2 separate regions of the Mus musculus genome follow, and region 1 is linked to region 2. Evidence: chromatin contacts called from public ChIA-PET data. All regions are on one chromosome and are shown on one strand. Each heading gives the region's core, a stretch centred on a gene start, on an enhancer-like site or on the middle of the called end of the contact. The rest is flanking DNA. Distances are from core to core; before and after follow the strand shown. Region 1 overlaps Mapk1 (mitogen-activated protein kinase 1). Region 2 holds the start of Ppm1f (protein phosphatase 1F (PP2C domain containing)).

Evidence for each region. ChIA-PET counts read pairs in DNA pulled down with a chosen protein or histone mark.
Region 1: a contact with region 2 is called in an RNA polymerase II ChIA-PET map of memory CD8 T cells, with 29 read pairs. The contact joins the enhancer-like site here to the promoter of Ppm1f in region 2. A contact is called at or near these places in 2 of 39 promoter capture datasets (embryonic stem cells and hippocampal neurons), 6 of 484 Hi-C or Micro-C datasets (cortical neurons, embryonic stem cells, stem cell-derived epiblast-like cells and 1 more), 3 of 115 datasets of contacts at active chromatin or transcription factors (the SCID.adh cell line, embryonic stem cells and memory CD8 T cells) and 4 of 9 other capture datasets (adipose tissue, embryonic stem cells, liver and 1 more).

Annotation. Positions count from the first base shown.
Region 1 is chr16:17,007,842-17,014,473 of GRCm38.p6, forward strand. The region is part of intron 1 of Mapk1 (mitogen-activated protein kinase 1); the gene reads left to right. Among named protein-coding and RNA genes, the nearest start is that of Mapk1, 28 kb to the left of the region's middle. Within about 2 kb of position 4,645, at least 84 of the 459 cell types and tissues checked have an H3K27ac peak or open chromatin away from gene starts, as enhancers often do. A contact at or near this core is called in memory CD8 T cells, where this site is marked.
Region 2 is chr16:16,891,111-16,897,817 of GRCm38.p6, forward strand. It overlaps Ppm1f (protein phosphatase 1F (PP2C domain containing)), which reads left to right and starts at 5,359. Exons shown (of 8, transcript NM_176833.4): 1 at 5,359-5,514. It overlaps Top3b (topoisomerase (DNA) III beta), which reads left to right. Exons shown (of 18, transcript NM_011624.3): 17 at 245-446; 18 at 1,305-1,876. The coding sequence ends at 1,786.

The sequences.
Region 1 (6,632 bases), core at 3,395-5,894, 120 kb after region 2:
GGGATAGCATTGAAAATGTAAATGAGGAAAATACCTAATAAAAATAAATAAATAAATAAACCTGTTTGGAACATTTCTGTTGGAATTGCCTTTAGTGTTAGCCACGAGGAAATCAGCCCCTTAATTTTGTATCACAGCTCAGTGTGTAAAGATGCTTTTTTTTTTTTTTTAAATAAAGGTGCTTTTTAAAAATTATTATTATTTCATTTCTATGAGTACTCTGTAGCTGTCTTCTGACACACCAGAAGAGGGCATCAGATCCCATTTCAGATGGTTGTGAGCCACCATGTAGTTGCTGGGAATTGAACTCACAACCTCTGGAAGACAGTCAGTGAGTTCTTAACAGGTGCATGTGTGTACATATATTGTTCCTAAGAAGCCTCTCTAACTTCTGGTTTTAAAAGATTTACTTTTGGCTGGTGTAGGGGGTGTTTTTGTTTTAGACAGGGTTTCTCTGTGTAGACCACACTAGCCTCAGACTCAGAAATCTGCCTGGCTCTATCCGTCCGTCTGTTCATCCGTCCGTCCGTCCATCCATCCACCCATCCTATGTGTCTATAGGATGTCCCTATGTGTTAGTGCCATAGGTATGTATATATGAGTGCACATGGAAGTCAAAGGTGGGCATTTGGTCCCCTGGGACTGGAGTTAGAGGAGTTGTAAGCACTGATGTGGGTTCTCTGAAAGAGCAGCAAGTGTTCTCAACGGTTGAGCCATCTCTCCAGCCTATTTTTGTTTTTTTGAAACAGAATTTCTTCCTGAAACCTAGGGCTAGCCTGCCATTTTCTGGAACCACATTCCCAGGACTGAGACTATGAACACACAAACCACTGTACCTTGGTTCTCATGTGGGTGCTAGGGATCTGAACTCCAATTCTCATGCTCATACAACACACACTTTGCCAACTGGGCTATTCTCCAGTCTCCTCAGTCTTAAACATCCCCTTCAAAGTATAATTTTTATGTAATAAAAAGCATTTTTGGGAGTGGAAAAGTGGCTTAGGGTATGTATGGCTGTGCTTAAGAGTATGTGAAGTCCTGAATTCAATTCTCAACACCAAGAAAAATAAAAAAGGTAGAACATTGTCATTGGGGTTTTTGTTGTTTGTTGTTTTGATTGGTTGGTTGGTTTACTTTGTAAGGCAGGGTCTATGTAGCTCTGACTGTCCTGGTATTCATTGTGTAGACCAGACTAGCGCCAAGCTCATGGAGCTTGCCCGCCTCTGCTTCCCATGTATTAGGATCAAAGGTATGCGCCGCCATGTTACATTTTAATACTTCTTTATATAATTAAGTCTTGATACCTATATGTACTTGTGTAACTGTCTCCACCAGCACAGTGAAGTCACAGAAATTTATATCACCAAAAAAATTCTCTTGCTCCTTTACAGTGAGTCTATATAAGCACAGATCAACTTTTTGTCAAAGGGGGGGTATCTACAGCTTTCCTAGAATTTCATATATATTATTCCACATCATATGGAGTAGAAAATAAATTATTTTCTTCAGATTCATTCTTGTTACTGCATGTCTCAATTCACACACACACACACACACACACACACGTATATATAGTCTCTTCTAGATAAATATTTTTGAGCAAGTAGCTAAGCGCTTGCAGCTTATACACAAGTTCAAGGCAGGGAGAGACTCTGCTGATAAGGGATGAATTAGATCTGCCTTTGCTTTGCTTTATAGTTGCTTTTTAGGCTCATCCTGAGGCACCATGTCTTTATTCCATTTGTGGTTTTTCTCATTTTTATTTGGGATCCTGGACTTGACGGGGAAAAAAATCTTACACAGGAATCTTAGAAATGGAAGGAACTCTTTCTTATTCCTTCCTATTGGAAGGTACATGCTTCCTTCTTAGGAACCAACTTCTGTCTTAGTTAGGGTTTTACTGCTGTGAACAGACATCATGACCAAGGCAAGTCCTATAAAAAACAACATTTCATTGGGGCTAGCTTACAGGTTCAGAGGTTCAGTCCATTATCATCAAGGCAGGAGCATGGCAGCATCCAGGCAGGCATGGCGCAGGAGGAGCTGAGAGTTCTATGTCTTCATCCAAAGGCTGCTAGTGGAAGACTAGCCACTTGGGAAAGAGTAGCATCTGCTTGGTTTCTCCTGTATAAAGTAACTTTTTTCATTTTGTCCTCAAACTTTGGGACAATTTCAAAGACTACATTTGAAATAACATTGAGCCAGGGGGGCAGGGTGTATATACCTTTAATCTTAGCACTCTGGAGGCAGAGGCAGAGGTCAACCTGGTCTACAAATCAAGTTCCAGGACAGCCAAGCCTATGCAGAGAGACCTGTCACGAGGAACAAGGCGGAAGGGGAAATAGACCTGTTCTCATTGTTTTGGGCATCTTGCGTGAGTGGATGTGAGTATGAGTCAGATTGTGGCGATCAACCTGTGTCCTAGTCACTGAGGAACTTGGTACACTTTCATCTTCGCAAGTGTGTCTTAGTTGACATGATTCCCCTTGCCGTTCCCCCTGCTTGTCCATTGGGAACTTTCTTTTTCACCCCACTAGTTCCCAACCTTAATCCGCCTACTTTCTTCATAATCCCTCACAGTAGCCTACCTGCATCTTCTAGTCATCCTTCCCCTGTTCTGTTATCATCTTTTTTTTTTTAATTAGGTATTTTCCTCGTTTACATTTTCAATGCTATCCCAAAGGTCCCCCATACCCACCCCCCCAATCCCCTACCCACCCACTCCCCCTTTTTGGCCCTGGCGTTCCCCTGTACTGGGGCATATAAAGTTTGCAAGTCCAGTGGGCCTCTCTTTGCAGTGATGGCTGACTAGGCCATCTTTTTTTTTTTTTTTTTTTTTTCCATTTTTTATTAGGTATTTAGCTCATTTACATTTCCAATGCTATACCAAAAGTCCCCCATAGCCACCCACCCCCACTCCCCTACCCACCCACTCCCCTTTTTTGGCCCTGGCGTTACCCTGTACTGGGGCATATAAAGTTTGCGTGTCCAATGGGCCTCTCTTTCCAGTGATGGCCGCCTAGGCCATCTTTTGATACATATGCAGCTAGAGACAAGAGCTCCGGAGTACTGGTTAGTTCATAATGTTGTTCCACCTATAGGGTTGCAGATCCCTTTAGCTTCTTGGGTACTTTCTCTAGCTCCTGTTATCATCTTTTAAAAGCACTTTTCTTTCCACTCATATCTGCCTTCCCTTCGTTTTCTTATAGCACCAAAGTCATCCAACCTCATTTCACTGTAGACTGAGAGAATGCTTTCCAGTTCTTAGCCTTCTCTATCTCAGTTTCAAGTTTCACGTTTCTGACTTCTGAAATACCGTTCTCTTCCCCTCTTAGTCTGTCTGAGTAAACACATAGTTTAATAGTTGGATAAGGGTTCTTAGTCTTTTATTGTTTTAGTTTCTTACTGCCCTTAACTGACTTATCATTACTTATTCTGAGTCATGTCCCCAGATCTCTTTTCCCAGCTTTTCCCCTTAACAGTGAAACCTGCTATGGCTTCTGTGACTCTTGCACTTCTGAGAACCATGGTATCCAGCACATGATCCACAGTCATCTTTAGATCTCTAAGTCAGATAGGCAAGGGATGTAACTTGATGTAGAACGCTTGCCTACAATACACAGGGGTCCACCCTCATCATATTCATTTGTTCATATATACAAACATATAGATGTACATATATGTAAATCATTCTTGAGTCCTACGTTAAAGGGATATACCTCCCACCCATTTCTGCCTCTGTTGTTTGTAAAACCTAGGGTAAAGCTATGGAATCCTGCATACTATAAAAATCAAGTTAAGAAATAGTAAATGGAATATATGTTCTTCCTACTGTGATGAGTATTATATTTTCTTAATGCTTATTTTTATAAGGCTTAACTAGAATATTCTTAAGCTACTTAGAGTCCTGTGCCAACAGGAGAGCACACCCACAGCATACTCCTCTGCTTGGCCACAATGTTCTCCTCAGTGGAGCTCCAGAACAAGAGTGTCCTGCTACACATGAATTGCATAGTTTCTGAGAGAGAAATCGGGGGCTGTGGGTGAGCATGGTTCCTTCTGGAAAGGGATGGTGCGGGTGAGGTCAGTGGTCCCATAGTCATTCTGGCCCCTTTTCTTTCCATATGTTTCTAAATTGCTTGTACCCCTGCTTTTGTGTAAAAAGTCTATTCCTAGGGTTGGAGAGAATAGCCTAGTGGTTAAGAGCACTGACCGTTCTTCCAGAGGTCCTAAGTTAAATTCCCAGCAACCATCAGTATACTTATATACAATAAATAAATAAATTTTAAGAGAAAAAGTCTACTCGTATAGGATGTGGTTTCTATAGGGCAGTCTGCCTACTTGCTGCCCTACTCCCCCACCCTGCTTTCCCTTTTTCTTCTTTTTAACTTTTTTTTTTTTTTCTCGAGACAGGGTTTCTCTGTGTAGCCCTGGCTGTCTGGAGCTCACTCAGTAGACCAGGCTGGCCTTGAACTCAGAAATCTGCCTGCCTCTGCCTCCCAAGTGCTGGGATTAAAGGTGTGCGCCACCACTGTCCAGCCCTCTTTCTTCTTTTAGACAGGGTCTCATTGTATATATGAGTGCTTTGCACTCCCTGTGTAGACTCAGTTGGACTCTTTTTTGGTCTTTGTTTTTTCCTGAACTGGGTTTCTCCATATAGTCCTGACTGCCTCTGCCTCCTGGGTGCTTGGATTAAAGATGTGCACCATGGGACCCAACTTTTCATTTCTTTGTCCTTATTTGGAATTAATTTACCCAGATTCTCTTCGTGTTTAGCAAGTGTATTTCTGTAAGGGTTGTAGGGTGTGTGTGTGTGTGTGTGTGTGTGTGTGTGTGTGTTTTCCTCATTAAATTCAGAGCTTCTCAGGAGCAGGAACTTTCCCCTCTCCAACACACTTATGATGAAGTCTCTCAAATGGGAAGTACATTTCAAGTAGCTTGAGTTCTCCAGAAGCTGTGACCAGTACACTCTTGTTGCTATGGTAACCCTATCAAAACAGGAAATGAAGTTGGTTTACCATGACTTGTTCATAATTGACTCATGTTGATTCTCTTTTTTTCCCCCTATTTACAAAGCATCTTAAATAATATTCAGAATTTGTAGGCTTTTAATCCCTTATTTGCTGGTCAATGTGCTTCTAAATCTGTTCCAACCCATCTCGGTCCTGGAATAGACCATGAATTCAAAAGGTCCTAGACACACATTTAAATTCTTCCATGTACTTTGGATGATTTTGTGCATATATGCAATGTACCTAGGTCATATCCAAACCGTATCTCTCCTCCCACTGTCTTATACTTGTGTTTTTCTTATAACTTTTGCATCCAGCCTACATAGACATGAATGTGGGGTGGGGGGGCATCTACCAGAAGCTAGGCAACCCACATTGGCTATTCCCACAAAGAAAAAAGTCACTTCCCTCAGCAGCCATCATTTGCCAATTGCTCCTTAACTGTTCTCATCAGATCATCCTGAGCCCTTCACTCATTCGTGCTGACGTGTTGATCGGCTTGAGCATATACAACCTTCCACAGCATTCTCTCTTCCCCATCTTCCAGCTCTTACATGTTTTCTGCCATCCTCCATGATACTTTCTGAGCCTCGGGGAGCATGATACAGATGTCCAAATGAGAGCTAAGCATTCAGCGGTCACTTTCAGTGCTTTGACCACTTGAAAGTCTCTGCATTGCCTGCTAGCTACCTACTACAGAAAGAAGTTTCTCTTCTAAGCTTGACTGAAGCATTGAGAATTAAGGGTATCAATATATTTAAAAGGCAGTTTAATAACAGCAAGATATTAGTAGATGTTGAGTTAACAGAATTAGGAAAGGGAGTTAGTATACATATAATTTTCCTGGCCATGGACTCTTTGACTAGATTTATAGCACCAGACACAGCTCTTCTGTAGAGCAGGCCTCAAACCTAATCCAGGAGTTGTGCTCTGAACTGAACTTGAACCTTCTGGAAGAACATTATGAACTTTTAACCACTGAGCCATGTCTCTACCCCACCCACTGCATTTTGAGGCAGGTTCTCTCAGTGGCTGTCCTGGAACTTGCAATATATAGACCAGACTGGCCTCAAACTCAAAGATAATGCTGGGATGATTGATGTGCGCCATCAGGACAGATGCTCTAGGTAGGCTCTCTTTGCCTTTTCTTTTTAATTGTATTTTATTTATATGCATATGAGTGTTTTGCCTGCATGTATGTCTGCCTGTATTAACAGGATCAGGCCACACTCTGAGCAGAGTCAGAAAGTGAGGGTGGAAGAAGATGGTGTCACACTTTCAATAAAGAAGTCAGTTTGGTTATTTCACTATCAAGTCGGGTGATACAGTAGAAGGCCACACTGATGCTTAATTCTTTTCTAACAGCACTTTTTTAGATAAGCCCATTGTGGTGCCCATACCTTTAATCCTAGCTCTTGAGGCAGAGGTACCTGATCTGAGTTCCAGAACAGTCATAGCAAGAAAGACCCTGCCATAAAAATAAACAAATGAAAACCAGTCCTGGTAGATTATAATTTTGTAAAGCAAACCAGATTTGACTAATGTGTTCTATAAAAAATAAGAATTTATAATGTCAAATTTCTTCTGGCCAGTGTTTTACAAGTTTCCTTTTACTTAATT
Region 2 (6,707 bases), core at 4,109-6,608:
GAACCATTCCCCGGCCTCATGCTGGGGTTTAAGACTCTGGCTTTGTGAGGGAAGAAGAAATGGGGAAGTATGGTACCTGGGCTCATACCAGCGGTTGAGGTATTTGCCTGGCACTGAATTCTGTATTCTGTGTACCTGTTAGGTGTTTAGCATTACCTATTCTGTGTTTTGAAGGAAAGGACAGCAGTCAAGAAAGTCAGACCCAACACCCCTCATATTCCTTCTAATTGCCCCCATCCCATAGGCCAAGCCAAGTCGCCTGCACTGCTCCCACTGTGATGAGACCTACACCCTCCCCCAGAATGGTACCATCAAGCTCTACAAGGAGCTGCGGTGCCCATTGGATGACTTTGAACTGGTCCTGTGGTCCTCAGGCTCCCGGGGCAAGAGCTACCCACTATGTCCCTACTGCTATAACCACCCACCCTTCCGAGACATGAAGAAAGGTGAGTGTGGCATGTGGGTGTCCTCAGGTTCATACTTAGCATACTCCAGTGAGGTCCTTTACCCATCTATCACTACCTGTGTACACTGGTAGTGAGTCAGGGACCCTAAGAAATACTTGTGCCATTGCTCAGGCTGTAGCCAACCTATCTGGTCTGGGTATGCCTGGGTCCTAATTGAGCAAACAGCTTGCTCACTTAGGATCTGGGCAGGAGGCAAGATGTGCCCCTCGGGGGCTAGGCTAAGTGAGAGGCAGGCAACCCCAGATAAGGACACCTGACAAACCAAGCCCCCTGGGTTCTCAGCACTGCTTTTTGTCTTACTTTACACCCTTTGCTGGGAAACAGAAAGCATGTATCCAGGCTAAGCAGTGCATGCCAAGCCTGGAACCAGAGAGGCTCACTGCCAGCACATGTACCCGCTCCCAGGTAGTACCATCCCTACCTCAGACGAGGAGCCGGCTCCTTTGTTACCTGAGGCATTAATTAGGAATCCTCAGTGTCTCAGTTCACATACTTACTACCAAGATAATGAGGCTCTCTTCCCGCCCCCCACCCCAAGTGTCTTACAGTGCACAATGCAGCAAGCAAGTAACAGGTGAGCTGAGAGCAACCTGGAAGAGCCATTAATAAGTTACAGAAGCAAACGAGGGTTTGGGAGTCAGCTGGAGTCCTTGGATTGAGAACTGCACATTTTTAGATAAGCAGAGGAACCCAGTCCAGTGAACAAGATATCCCAAAAGCAGGTTAAGAGTGAGTGCCACGTTGTTCTAGAATAGGAATTCAGCAGTCTGGCATTGAAAGCAGCCAGAGTTGAGGGAGCCAGGGCATGCTTAGGTCACTGGCCTCCTCTCCTTTCAGGCATGGGCTGCAATGAGTGCACACACCCCACCTGCCAGCACTCACTGAGTATGCTGGGCATTGGCCAGTGCGTGGAATGCGAGAATGGAGTCCTTGTTCTGGACCCCACTTCTGGTCCCAAGTGGAAGGTGGCCTGCAATACATGCAATGTGGTGGCACACTGCTTTGAAAATGCCCACCGAGTACGGGTATCTGCTGACACCTGCAACACCTGCGAGGCTGCCTTGCTCGATGTAGACTTCAACAAGGCCAAGTCTCCCCTTCCTGGCAATGAGACACAGCACACAGGCTGCATCTTCTGTGACCCCGTCTTCCAGGAGCTGGTGGAGCTTAAGCATGCAGCCTCCTGCCACCCCATGCACCGAGGTGGGCCTGGAAGGAGGCAGGGTCGTGGGCGGGGCCGGGGCCGGAGACCTCCAGGAAAGCCCAACCCTAGGCGGCCAAAAGACAAGATGTCAGCTCTGGCTGCTTACTTTGTATGACAACCTATCTTTTCCCCACTCCAGACACATCGTGGTTATCTTTGAGCCACTGAAACCATTAAAATGCTTTTTATTTTGTATTCTCTGGAACAAAGAGCCTGGGACCTTTTACTGGTGAAACAGAGGGTTCCTATGTCTGTGGGAACCTGTGAGAATCAGCTTTATCCCTCCATCCTGTTTAAAGTACACCCTGTTCTGCCCACACCATGGCAGTGCCAACAAGAAAGCACTACATCTGGGACTAGGGGAGCAATATGTCTGTAGCTCACACTAAGTATGCACATGTGCAGTGGTGTGGCTGTGTGCAACACAGCAGGAAAGTGGACGTTAGCAACCCAGAGAAGTCTTGGCGAGCCAGGTGGAGCAGGCACCTTTCCCAGACCCTTGCTAAGCACCTGTAGCCTAGCTTCCTGATCCCTAACCCAGATTTGTATGTCTGCCACTCAGAAACTCCAAGCATGTCGAGCCTGCGTGTGACTCTGGTGACATTGTGGATTTATTTTAACACTTACTCTCATCATGTGTCTGTATTGCCTCAGACAGGTAGCTAAGTCCTCCACTGAAGCTGGTCAGAAGCCAAGTTTAGAAAATATTCTAGAAGGCAGGCTGATCTGTGGTGCAGCTGAATGTAGCTATGGACCACTTTTCTGACTATAACCCCTTCCTGTGTTCCCTTCTCCACCCACCCATTATGGCTTCCCTTTTTAAGTGCGATAGAAACTGCCTTTTGGCCATGTCTTACCATGTGGTACCAGGGGCCTAGCAAGACAGGTGCCTAAGATTGCTCTGTAAAATGTTTGCTTGAGAGGCGGCCAACAGCATTCCTCATAGGATTCCTCCATCTGCAGTAGATTCACAGTTACACAGGACAGGGAGACTCATCAGAAAGCCATAAGGCAACTAGTTGTTCATGTGGTTGTCTGGCCACATAGCCCCACCAAGACTTTTCACCTGAACCCTGACAACCATAAAAGACCATACAACCAAAGACGATACCTTGGGAAAGCTTCCCACAGGCAGTGGCCCAGGAAGCTGTATAGAAGTTGTTAGAATGTGGCACAGAAGTAATAAGCTACAGGACAGAACAGACACTTGGAATCTATCCTCTCCACTCCAGTCAGAATCTGGTACCTGAATAAGCTACATCTCAATTGAGTACCTAGCACAAGGCTGTGACTTTGCTATTCTGCCCATTTGGCCCAATTCCATCGTGAGCAGACTGCAGGAACACAAACAGCTCAGTTATGTGGTTAGTTTGGGCTTGGGGAAAGACTGCCCTACAGGCCTTAAACCCAGACTAGTTATTCCATCTTTAAAATTCTATACTGAGGTTTCAACCTACATGGGCCTCTTAATGTACCCTTTGTTTTTTCCTGCGGTTGCCCCCTTTATGTGGAACTCTAGCAGATACCCTTAGCTATCTAAGCTGTACTCTATAAACTCCTGACCCCGTCACCTTCCCCCTCAGACACATACACACACACCCATCAGTACAGCCTCATTATCATTGCTAACCTGTCAGCCAAGAACAATTAGGACTAGAGGTGAACTGTCTTAGCAGCTGTGTTCCTAGGCATCACCTTTTCTGCTCTGGAAGCTGATGAGATCAGAGCTGCAGGGCGACCTGTATTGTGGGAGGCATGCAAGATCTCACAGGCTAGCTCTCCAGTGGTTTGTCCCCCAGGCACTGCAGGTCCCGTTTCTCTTACCTTGAGATTGTGGTGCATACTAACATGAGGAAGTCTGTTTCGTCAAGTACAACATCCTCCCAGCACTGTAGAAGGCACCGTGGACCTCTTCTATACATTCTAGCCCTATGGGAAAAATTAATATCCAAGAGAGAGCCAAAATTCCATTAATCACCTTTCCTCACTGTGATAAAACACCTGAGCAAAATTTAAAGGAAGAAAGATGGATTTGGGCTCAGTTTGAGTCATCTCTGGTAGCTAAGAAGAGGAGAGAGGAAAGACTGGCAAAATAGACCTTTCCAGGGACTAGAGCTATACACTCTTGCAGGGCACACATACTCATGACCTTCCTCCATCCTAGTTTTCGTTGTCTCCTAATAATGTCATTATTATGAATGATGAATCCAATAGACTGATCTGCTGATGTTAGCGTCCTGATGATCCATTCACCTCCCAAAAGCTCAAGTTTTCAAGAGACTTCCAGATTTCAAATCATAACAGCTCCCTTTAAGCAGAAGTATTACCAAGTTGTACCCCCATTGTAAAGAGCCTGGAAATTCTAGAACAAAGGGTTTGAGGTCCTTTCCTGAGATTTTTAAAGCCTAAGTAATACAGCCAGTCTCTGAGTGATAGAGGCTAGTGTGGTAGGGAGTGTTTGCACTCACTCTCATAGTGCTCAGAACAGGTTTCTGGGAAAGGATTTTGGGAACTGGGAGAGGACACAGATGAGAGACCTGGAACTGAGCACTCTGAGACCTCCTGGCTCTACCCCACAGCTTGGCATGTCTTGATGAAGAGGTTTGAGCTAAGCTGGTTGGTATAGCTAATATTGGGAATTTAACAAGAGTAAAGGCTTTGGCATAGTAGACTACAAACAAGACAATCATGGTGACAGCAACCTCAGGAAAGGGTACATTACAGATATGTCCTTGGCCTAGAGCCTAACAGGGCCAGGTTCCTAGTGCCTGCTTTTGCTGTCTTCTCTGTATCACCCTCTACCTCATCAGGTTATAAATGACCTCAAACCTTAATCAGGTTGAATGAACCAGGACTCTACTTGCGTAGCAGACAGACATTCTCCCCACCATGCCAGTACACACACCCATCTATTGGTTCCCCAGGCTCATGGGTTCCCTGAAACCTAATCAGGTGACAAGTTCCTAAGACAATGGGGTCTGATGGCATGTGCTTGTCAGCACAGTTCTGAGACATAAACAAAACAAACAATTGGGTTTTTTTGTTTGTTTTGTTTTTGTTTTTCGAGACAGGGTTTCTCTGTGTATCCTTGGCTGTCCTGGAACTCACTTTGTAGACCAGACTGGCCTCGAACTCAGAAATCTGTCTGCCTCTGCCTCCCAAATGCTGGGATTAAAGGCTTGCGTCACCATGCCGGAACAATTGTTTTAAAAGCCAGGTGACAACCTGGAGCCAACCTTGTCTTTAAGACTGCCTTTGCTACCCAGTGCACTAAGAAAAGTGTCTCATTTCCTGCTTTATAGCCCCAGAGCTCAAGCTGCTCAACGAATTCTCAGTGGCCATGCAGTCCTGCTGAGCACAAAGGGCCTGGAACCCTTAACCACAAAGCCCCTGGGGCCTGTGGTTAAGTGGGCAGGACCACAATGAAACTTGAAGGGGTACTCTCCACACTGTACACAGGCAGTGTACACGTTCATTGGTATAAAATGAATATAATGTTATACATGAAAATATTTTCTAAAGTCTCTGATGGGTGGCCAGTCCTGAGCAGTATGAAGCCGCATCACTGCCCTGAGACTGATCACCACACACGTTGTGAAGCAATGACTGAGCATTGTGAAGCAAGGACTGCTTTCTGCCCAGTCAAGGCTGGAGAAGTGTAGCAACGCACTGGCTATTGGGGCTCTTGTCGTCCCTGAAACAAGAGAGCAGAGGGACCAGCAGGAGGCAGCAGAGGTGCGCCCGAGGCCCGACTGCGCTTGCGCAGAGCCTGCGGCGCCTAGGACGGGAAGTAGGCGGGGCTGCCCAGAGCAGCTCGTGGGGAGCACTGCGGCAGGCTGGCAGGTGAGGCCCGCGGGGTGCAAGGGATGAAGAGCGAGGGTGAGGGTGGAAGACTCGGACTAGGGTGGGGGTCATGTGGGGGCCTGAGATGCACGAAAGTGAAATGAGACTGAGGACGAAATGGAGAGGTGAGAAAGCACTAAGGCCAAGACCGGTTTCGGGTGCCTGAGCCCATGGGACTTTGGGGGATAGCTGTGAGCAAAAAATCTGAGCAAGCCGCCGCCGGGCCCTGGTGGCAAGGCGTCGGAAACTAAAGGCACGGAACTGGGAATCCATTGACACCCTCCCCCAGGGCTGTGTCTGAACCGAGGTCCAGGAGGAGGCTGAGAGCTGTGAGGCAAAACAGTACCAAGGAGTGACAATCCTGTTTTCAAGGATCATTCCCTCTTATCTTCCAAAACATGAGGGCTAGGCCCACGGCCCTACCCTCAGCCCTACTAGTGACGACCCGGACTGGGACCACATTTTCAACCTGAATGCCCAGCCCAGTGGCGTCCCTAAGTGTATTTAAAGCTAGTGTTTTACTTACCACCTGGTTTCAAGACGCAGGCTGAAGCCATTGGGCTAGATTGCAGTAGAGCCTCAGTCCTGAGAGCCTTGGGCTTCACCGTTACAGTTGTGTGGTCTCAGGCCAGCCCCCTAAGCTCTCCGTATAATGAGGAGAAAAGGGATTGTAAGGATTTCTGCAGACTAACATCTAGTGAGGCCCAGTGGAAGGCAGTGGTCTGCCCTACCAAGGCCGCCTATTTCTAGGCCCCTTGATTAACAGATGTGTTCACAATGTGCCCTGGGACAGCCCTGTGAACTGTTCCCACCTAAGGAACTGAACGAGAGCTGCCTCTACCTCATGGTCTCAGTGTTCATATTCCTCCCATCGTCAAATTTTACTTTTACTCAGCGGCAAACTGGGATGGAAGTGGCCAAGTCACTGGGCACCAGATTCCTCAACTGAGTCCTGCTTTGGTGACAACTAATATTTGTGACCTTAGAGTAACACTTTCCTCCTACCACCTGGTTTTTTTTTCAACTGCAGTATGACCTGATGGCATGTTTTCCCACACAGTTCTGAGACATAAACAAAACAATTGTTCTAATAACTGTTAACCTCCCACAACAGATTAATTTGCAGAATTCCTCTGTGATGTTGCCTGAAGCCAGTCTTTTCTGGAAGACTGTCTTTGCTACCCAGTGTACTA